Linked DNA regions of Anser cygnoides: region 2 is linked to region 1. The links are chromatin contacts, called in public Hi-C maps. All regions are on one chromosome and are shown on one strand. The core of a region is the stretch at or near the end of the contact, and the rest is flanking DNA. Distances in the headings are between cores, read along the strand shown. Region 1 holds the start of EHD3 (EH domain containing 3). Region 2 overlaps XDH (xanthine dehydrogenase).

The links. Hi-C and Micro-C count contacts between places; a contact is called where the count stands out from the background.
Region 2: a contact with region 1 is called in a Hi-C map of liver, with 3 times the contacts expected there. The contact joins the enhancer-like site here to the promoter of EHD3 in region 1. A contact is called at or near these places in 4 of 7 Hi-C or Micro-C datasets (granulosa cells and liver).

The regions. Positions count from the first base shown.
Region 1 is chr3:18,925,409-18,929,223 of Taihu_goose_T2T_genome, reverse strand. It overlaps EHD3 (EH domain containing 3), which reads right to left and starts at 1,938. Exons shown (of 6, transcript XM_013174064.3): 1 at 1,391-1,938. The coding sequence starts at 1,617.
Region 2 is chr3:18,982,880-18,986,629 of Taihu_goose_T2T_genome, reverse strand. XDH (xanthine dehydrogenase) reads left to right here. Exons shown (of 38, transcript XM_048078421.2): 32 at 1-58; 33 at 1,005-1,057; 34 at 1,478-1,592; 35 at 2,306-2,371. Among named protein-coding and RNA genes, the nearest start is that of XDH, 42 kb to the left of the region's middle. Within about 2 kb of position 1,314, at least 2 of the 3 cell types and tissues checked have open chromatin away from gene starts, as enhancers often do. A contact at or near this core is called in liver, where this site is marked.

The sequences.
Region 1 (3,815 bases), core at 689-3,188:
TTCAGGGAAATTTCTGCTCTGAAACATCACTAACTAGAAAAGGCAGAAAGAGCCTTTCACATAGGTTCGGTATCAAGTCATAGAACAAAGTTTTTGTCTGGTTCCACCCTGTTATGCTATACAAGACAGTTTTTCATTTTCAGAAGAGCAACTCCCTTTCCAACCACATGCCAAATGCTTCTGAGGGTCATTCACATTCCTTCATCATACACCTGAGCTGCTAACACAAGAAAGGCCTTTCCATTGCTAAATTTCATTTGTCATCTGCGTGTCTGACAATGTAGTAGAAATGCATTCTTTTCTTGGCTCCTGAGTGGTGCAATAAGTAACAGGAATATTACACAAAAACACCCTGCCATTTCTCAAGGTCACTTTTGGAGAGGCATTGTCATTTTGATTCACTTCTCTCTAGAGCTCCTTCCTTCAACGAGAAGTGCCGGTAGAACAATGGGACTGGCTGCTTGTGGCCTCTGTCCAGATTTACACTGGGGTAATTCTGCAGATTTCAACACAGCCACACCAGAGTAATGCTGGAATTTAACACTAAGCCCATGAATCACGTAGGAAATGCAGACAGCACAGCTTCAGCTATGATCCCAAGAGAAAGGCTGCTGCAAGCTGAACTAGAACTGTCTGAACAGAGATCCCAGCAACAAAGTCCAGCTGGAAAAATTTAACCCTCTCTTTTATAGCTTCATATCAAATCTGCTGCTGGCAACTGCTCTGCTTTACAGTTCAGAACAAACTTGCTGTTCCCACTATCACAGCACGTCAGGACACAGGTCTTTCTTACACAGGCACATGCCCGAGCACATGTGCTTCTCCAGCTAGGTTCCCAGTGTTGCCTCTGGGCACAGTACAGAAAGAGACAAAACGATGAGACACAGGCCATTACAAATCTGAGAACCCACTTCAAATTTTCCTAGGTCAGTGGTTGCCACAGCGCTTGGGCAGTGGGGAAGTCGGAAAAACTGGCCACAGGGGGATACCCTGACCTGAGCAGTCACAGGGGTTCCCCTGTTTGGGGCTTTCCACGGCCTTTGCACTTTGAATGGGCAAGAGGGCCTGAAATGACTCATTTCTCCACAGTAATGCCCTGCCTCAACCCTGCCCTGGGCTACTTTTTGCTACGTTGACGTTTTACCAGACACCTCACCCACCCTGTCCTCCTGAAGCAGGCCTGCTGAGGTACCTGCAGGGACAGCCTCCCAACCGAAAGCTGTTCAATGGTACCGAGGACATGGAGGAGGGGTGCAGAAGAGTGGTAACACAGGTAGAGAAGACCACCCCTGGTAGGAGGCGCTCCCCTGCCATCCAGGCGGGTGCCGAGGGGTCGGGCACGCCCAGGGAGCCCCTCCCGGCCCGAGGGGAGGCGGTGGCCCCGCGTTACCTGATGAAGGTGGTCTTCCCCGTGGAGTACTGCCCCACCAGCAGCACCATGGGCTTGTTGTCGAAGTCGGCATCCTCCAGGGCCGGCGAGTGGAACTCGTGGAACTTGTAGTGCTCCTCCAGGGGCAGCAGCTTGGTCTTGTAGAGCTTCTTCAGGCCCTCGCTGACCGTCTGGAACACCTCGGGGTCCTTCCTGCGGCGGTCGTCGGTGCCCAGCCAGCTGAACATCTTGGGGCCGCCCGAAGCCAGCTCCGCAGCGACAGCCGGGGCCGGGCCGGGCCGGGCAGGGGGCGGTGCGACGGGCTGCGGGCAGGCGTTACCCCCGCATACTCCCTCGGGCAGCCTCGCTCCGCTCCAACCGCCGCCCGCGACCGTTACCGGCGGTTTCAGCTAAACCGTGCCGGAGGACGCCGCTTCACCCGTGCGCCGCCGGCTGCCGGCGCGGGCATGCCGCGGGGACGGGGCGGGAGGGGAGAGCGATGATGGCGGCGGCAGCGCCCTGTGAGGGGAGCCGAGCGCGGCGGGCGGCGTTTAAGGGGTGCCCTCCAGGAAATGGGCCGGCGGCGGAAGTCGGCCACTCCTGGCAAAGCGCCGCCCGTGTTCCCCGGCGGGTGAAGCCGCGCTGGGCGGCGCCATGTTGAGGCGAAGGAAGGAGGGCTGGGAGCGCCCCGCCGGGCACAGCGCCCCCTGGCGGCGGCCCCGCGCAGCAGGGCGCTGCTGCCCGTCCGCCATTTTATCCCCTCGTGTCTCGCACGTTAAAACAAACTCCTGAGTGGACAAACTTGACAGGGGAGCCACTATTTCTGAGCGCGGCCACGCTAAACTGTGCCTCTACCTCCCCCGAAGCCAGTGACTGGAGTTGGGGCCCCAGTGGCATGCAGTGCTACACCACGGCAGCTGCCTCAGTGCGTGGCTTGGTCCTGAAGCACAAAACTTGCTCAGGCTGCCCATCAGCAAGTCGTGTTCAGTGACTGTTATCTGAGCTGGACTTTGCAGAGCTGGTGTCCAACAGGGTGGCTGCCCTCGGATAACCAATGCAGTGCTGTTGCCACTTGTCACAGGTTGTTAATTCAAGGTTGTCTTGAATCACAGAATCACAGAATCATCTAAGTTGGAAGAGACCTCCAAGGTCACCTAGTCCAACCTCTGTCCTAACACTAACAAGTCCTACACTAAACCATATCACTAAGCTCTACATCTAAACGTCTTTTAAAGACCTCCAGGGATGGTGACTCAACCACTTCCCTGGGCAGCCCATACCAATGCCTAACAACCCTTTCAGTAAAGAAGTTCTTCCTAATATCCAACCTAAACCTCCCCTGGCGCCAAGGCAGTCTGTACCTGGGATAACTCACTATTTACTTAGGTAAGAGAGACAAAGTAGTCGCTGTCTATGTTCTTTTATTCCTTCAGAAATTAGGGTGACAGGAGAGCTGAAGACCAAATGCTGCAGCACGTGGGCCTTCATGAGTTCTGCAGCACTCGTCTGTGGCTGGGCCTGTCCCCAGGACTGCCCATCTGCAATGCCACACTGCCATGCTTTCTTAACAGCAGCTGATCTTTTGGGACAAAGCATTGCAAGTTAGGAATGTTTCCTGAAATATCTCCAAGCAGCTTTTTCACTTGAGTTTCTCCATTGAGTCCAAGAAATGTGGCAATAGGCAGTTCTGGAAGAGGCTCCACCATGTCAGGGGTGCCTGCCCTTTCCCAGCCATTTGTGTCCAGCACGATTTCAGGCTTGGAGGAATTCAGCTCTTGCAGGAGATGAGATGCAGCTTTTCAGTAAAAGTGGTTGATTTTCACAGGGGAACACCAAGGTGCACATGGTCCCTTGTGCCTGCAAACAGGTACTTGACCTTACTGTTGAATGAGAAGAGAACAAAAGAAGGATAATAAAATAGTTTTCACTGAACATGTTTCTCCTTTCTTGACAGCCAGGGACCCTCCTAGGAATGACAGGATTTATGTGTGCTTTTGGGATCCCTTTCTATGCATCTGATTGATGGATTTTCCTGATTCTGTGATGGGGTGCATTTGCACGGATAGCTCTTCCATGCAGCCTGACTGTTTTCTTTTTCTGGAAGAAAATAGCAAGTTGACTGTATCTTCTGAAGGTCAGGCGCCTCTGCTTCACTGCCAATGCCTAAAGCTAGCCTGAAATCAGAATTAATATTTTAAAACTTCTTTAAGATTCATTTCCCTCATTACTTTATTTTTTATAAATAGACTGAGATTTTGGCTTTAAGAATTTGATGAGTTATTTCTAATGAAAATTCCTGAAAAAGACCCTGTAGAAATTATTTGGCAAGAATTCCTTGTTTTGTAAGAAAAATTTGGTTTCATCTTCTAGTCAGTTCTGCCGTTTAAGGACTTTGCTCCTCAGATGCTCCATATACAGCTGTACACTACTGCTAGAAGTCATTGCG
Region 2 (3,750 bases), core at 65-2,564, 58 kb before region 1:
CTTAAAAAGACTTGATCCAATCAAACAGTCTAATCCGAAAGGATCCTGGGAAGATTGGGTAAGCTGTCTGTATATGTCATGAGACAGGTGGGCATTGTCACAGATTGTTTGCATTGGCAAACCCTGTTTATAAGTTATCTTCCAGGTCTGCATCTCACTAGCAAAGATTTGAGAAAGGACAGCAAAGCAGAAACCTGGCAAGGGAAGTAACCAAAGCCAGCAAGGGTTCATTCCCAAAACATCAGTTGTGACTTTAATATGGAGATTTCCCCAGATCCTGGGGCCTGCCTATGACAAACTTTACCAAATAAGTTTTGAGCGGTTACATATATCTATGTAGTCAAGCTCCAGTCCCAGACAGAAAGAAACCTAATTTGTAATGAAGGGATTCTGTGACAAAGATGACTTTGCTGAGTTACCCGCCACCTCCTATAGTGCTTCTTGGCTGTGATTTAGATAATTATAAATAACCTATAAAATATACCTATAACACCTATAAATAACTTATAACCTAAATAACTCTATAACGTCAATAATAAGAGATTGGTGTGCTGTAACACTCTAAAACTATTTTCAATTGTGAACTTTAAAGTTTTTTTTGTTTTTTTTTAATTTCAATAGAAGCTCCTCTTCAAAGGAGGAGCTTCGATTTTGTAATTTGGATGTCAGGACAGGATTTCTCCTGGCCTCAGTGAAGTCAAGGAGACTGATAGCTTAACCTTTGTCTCTGAGCTTGAAAGACTAATCTTGCTGAGAGACAAATAAATGAGTAAGTCTTACACCTCTACCACTATACCTTGGTAGCTGCTGACAAGGCTATCTGGGGAAGCAAGATGATGTTTCCCTTGGCAATGTTGGTGCTGGGTAGTGTCACAGCTGTCTGTCATTGGACACCTGTTCATGCTCTCCTTGCAATGTATTTGGGAATAATGTATTTGGGGTAGCTGTTTTTCCAGGCACTGGTTGGACAATGATTGTTTTCAATTTCTTATTCACTTTGGCAGATTAAAACCGCCTATCAGAACTGTGTTAGCCTGTCAGCCACGGGGTTTTATAGGTGAGTGAATATTCACACTACAGAGGCACAGTTCTTAGTTGCATCCAAGGAGATTCTGGGAGGATTTACAGCCCTAATCCCCCTGTCACTGCTCTAACCAAGGGCTGTATGCCCTTTGCTGCCTAGAATCATTGCAAATGACCTCCAAGAAATGTTCAACTACATTCAAAAAGCAAAGGATTTGCTACTGGATTTATGGCAATGAGTCCATAATACTCACCATAAGATCTGAGATTCACTGGAAAATAGCTAAAATAGTTTCAATAAGGTTTGGGAATACAGGGTAGCTTTAGGAGATTTCTATTTGTAGTTGTTTATGCTTTTCATTTCTGCATGGGTTTGATGGAGGAGGTAAAACACAAGTGAATAAAGATTTTAAGTTGTGGAATGAAATGTGGTTTTGTTTTTCTTTGTGTCAAGAATTCCTGATCTTGGCTACGATTTTGAAAAGAATGAAGGGAAGCCATTCTGCTACTTCAGTTACGGCGTTGCTTGCTCCGAGGTTGAAATAGATTGCCTGACAGGTGACCACAAGGTGAGGGGATCATCAGTGAAATAGCCTTTTTTTGTTTAGTTATAAGAAATGTTCACAGGGAGTTAGAACAAATAGTGGGTGTCAGCCTGTTCCTAGCTCAGTCATTGGTCCAGTGTGACCTTCACTGAATTTCTTAACTCCTGTGTTCCACAGTGCAACAGTCCATAAAGTATAATAAATTGAGAATTGTCTGACCTGCGGGGATATTAGGAGGCTTAATGAATGATTGCAAAAGTTATTGGATTTGCTTATGTAAGAGATATCAGCACTGTGTTAGCACAAAGGAACAGCAACATACCAGAACTGAGTTAATCATTAAAACTAACACTGGAATCTTTTAAGGATGAAAGAGGGAGAAGTGTGCTCACGAGAAAGAGGGGGGGGGGGGGGGGGGGGGGGGGGAGAGGGAGAGAAGACGATTCATTAGCATTTGGCCTAATTGGCTATGCTTAGGTACAGAGCACTGACACTGGCAGTTTTGATTAATGCAGATTGGGTCTGATGAATCTCCAGGGAAAACTTCAGTGAGTTCCTTTGTTTTACTTTAGAGATGAACTCCCTTTAAAAGATAGTATGAAGAATTGAGCTTGACATAGATTGTTGACCAGTGGCCAAGTATGGATAGTGGTGGATATATTGTGCCTCCTCATATAAAACCATTGTGTACAAGTTTCAATGTCTGTGCTGATTTATTCTTTATTTCTGTCTTTTAGAACATTCGCACAGACATTGTAATGGATGTTGGCACCAGTCTCAACCCAGCCATAGATATAGGACAGGTAAGTGAAATAGTGTCACTAATTTCACCATGTTAGTGTGATCACATTACCCTCAGGCTTTTCTAGATGAACCATTATCCAACTCCAGCTTGTACATTTACAAACAGAATATTTTAAACTTAAATTGGCTATCCAGAGATGCATTTTAAGAACATTATGAAAGTTTGACCCACAGTTAACTATGCAATAGGCACAAAATTTTGTAGTGAAATACCTTTTTATTAGTAGTAGTATTGGGCAGATATAAAGACTACAGGGTATTCTCCAGTTACTGCTACACCAATGCTTTTCAATGTATACCTCACCGAAGAAATTAATCCAGAGAATATTAATACAATGGAATAACCTCATCCCAGGACCAACTTCTGCTATGTGGCGTGTCTAGGCTAAATCCCACGCCCTGTTTCTATACTCCTATTGTCATTGTCAATTCCCATTTAATTCTGTGAATAAAGAGTTGGGGCAGTTAATTCTGTTCTCCAGCTACTGCTGTGCAGGGATCTCAATAGGAAGTTGGACTAGTTACTTAGCTTGCAAATTTTCAGGCAGGTACAAATGTACTTCTGTATTTTGTGCAGTAATAATCACAATGAAACTACCCAGCAAATAAAGGTAATAAAAATAAGGTAGTCTGATACACCGGGAGATGTGTCACTAGACATTTGCACCTGTTTACCTAGGCAATGCTGCCTTGCTAACTGTAGGTGTCAGTATAGTGCAACTCCAGTGCTGCTGCTGCAGGATCTATTTCCAGAACATAAGGTGCATTGAAAACAGCATGTTTTCAGAAAGAGGCTTTTTTTTTTTTTTTTGGGAAGTGGCCAAGGGGCAAGGGGTCCTTTCTGTCTTCTCAGCATGTTAAATAGGGGCTGGGAATAAAGATACAGGCTGTATGGAACCTGTCAAAGGTGGCAGTTTCCTGTGTCCTTCCATGTATCACTGCAGAGAATCTTGGGGGCAAACTAGTTGTATGGCTGCAGGATTGCAAGCACATGGAGCTGGGTTAAGGAATGTTTGTGCTGCATCTTTAGAGTAGTCTGTTTGTCAGATCTCTCAGTGGACACAGAGAGCAGTTTCCTCATATAGGGCTGTTTGAGAGTGTCCTCCTCTCATAGCTGCTTCCCTTATTTTTTTCTTTTTCTCCTAAAATTTAGAGTAGAAAAGTTATGCAAAGAAGCCTTTAATAGTTGAATGGATATGGGAGTGTTATTGCATGGGTCTGTGCTGTTAACCTGAGAATATGCAGTACTCAGGAAAGCATTCATACTGAAATAGCAAACATAAAATAGTTTGTTTTCAGATAAGTTTTCTTCAGTCCTTTTGATCTTCTTTGAATTATCAGCAAGTACAATTCATTCAGTGCTTATCTGCCTGTGAAG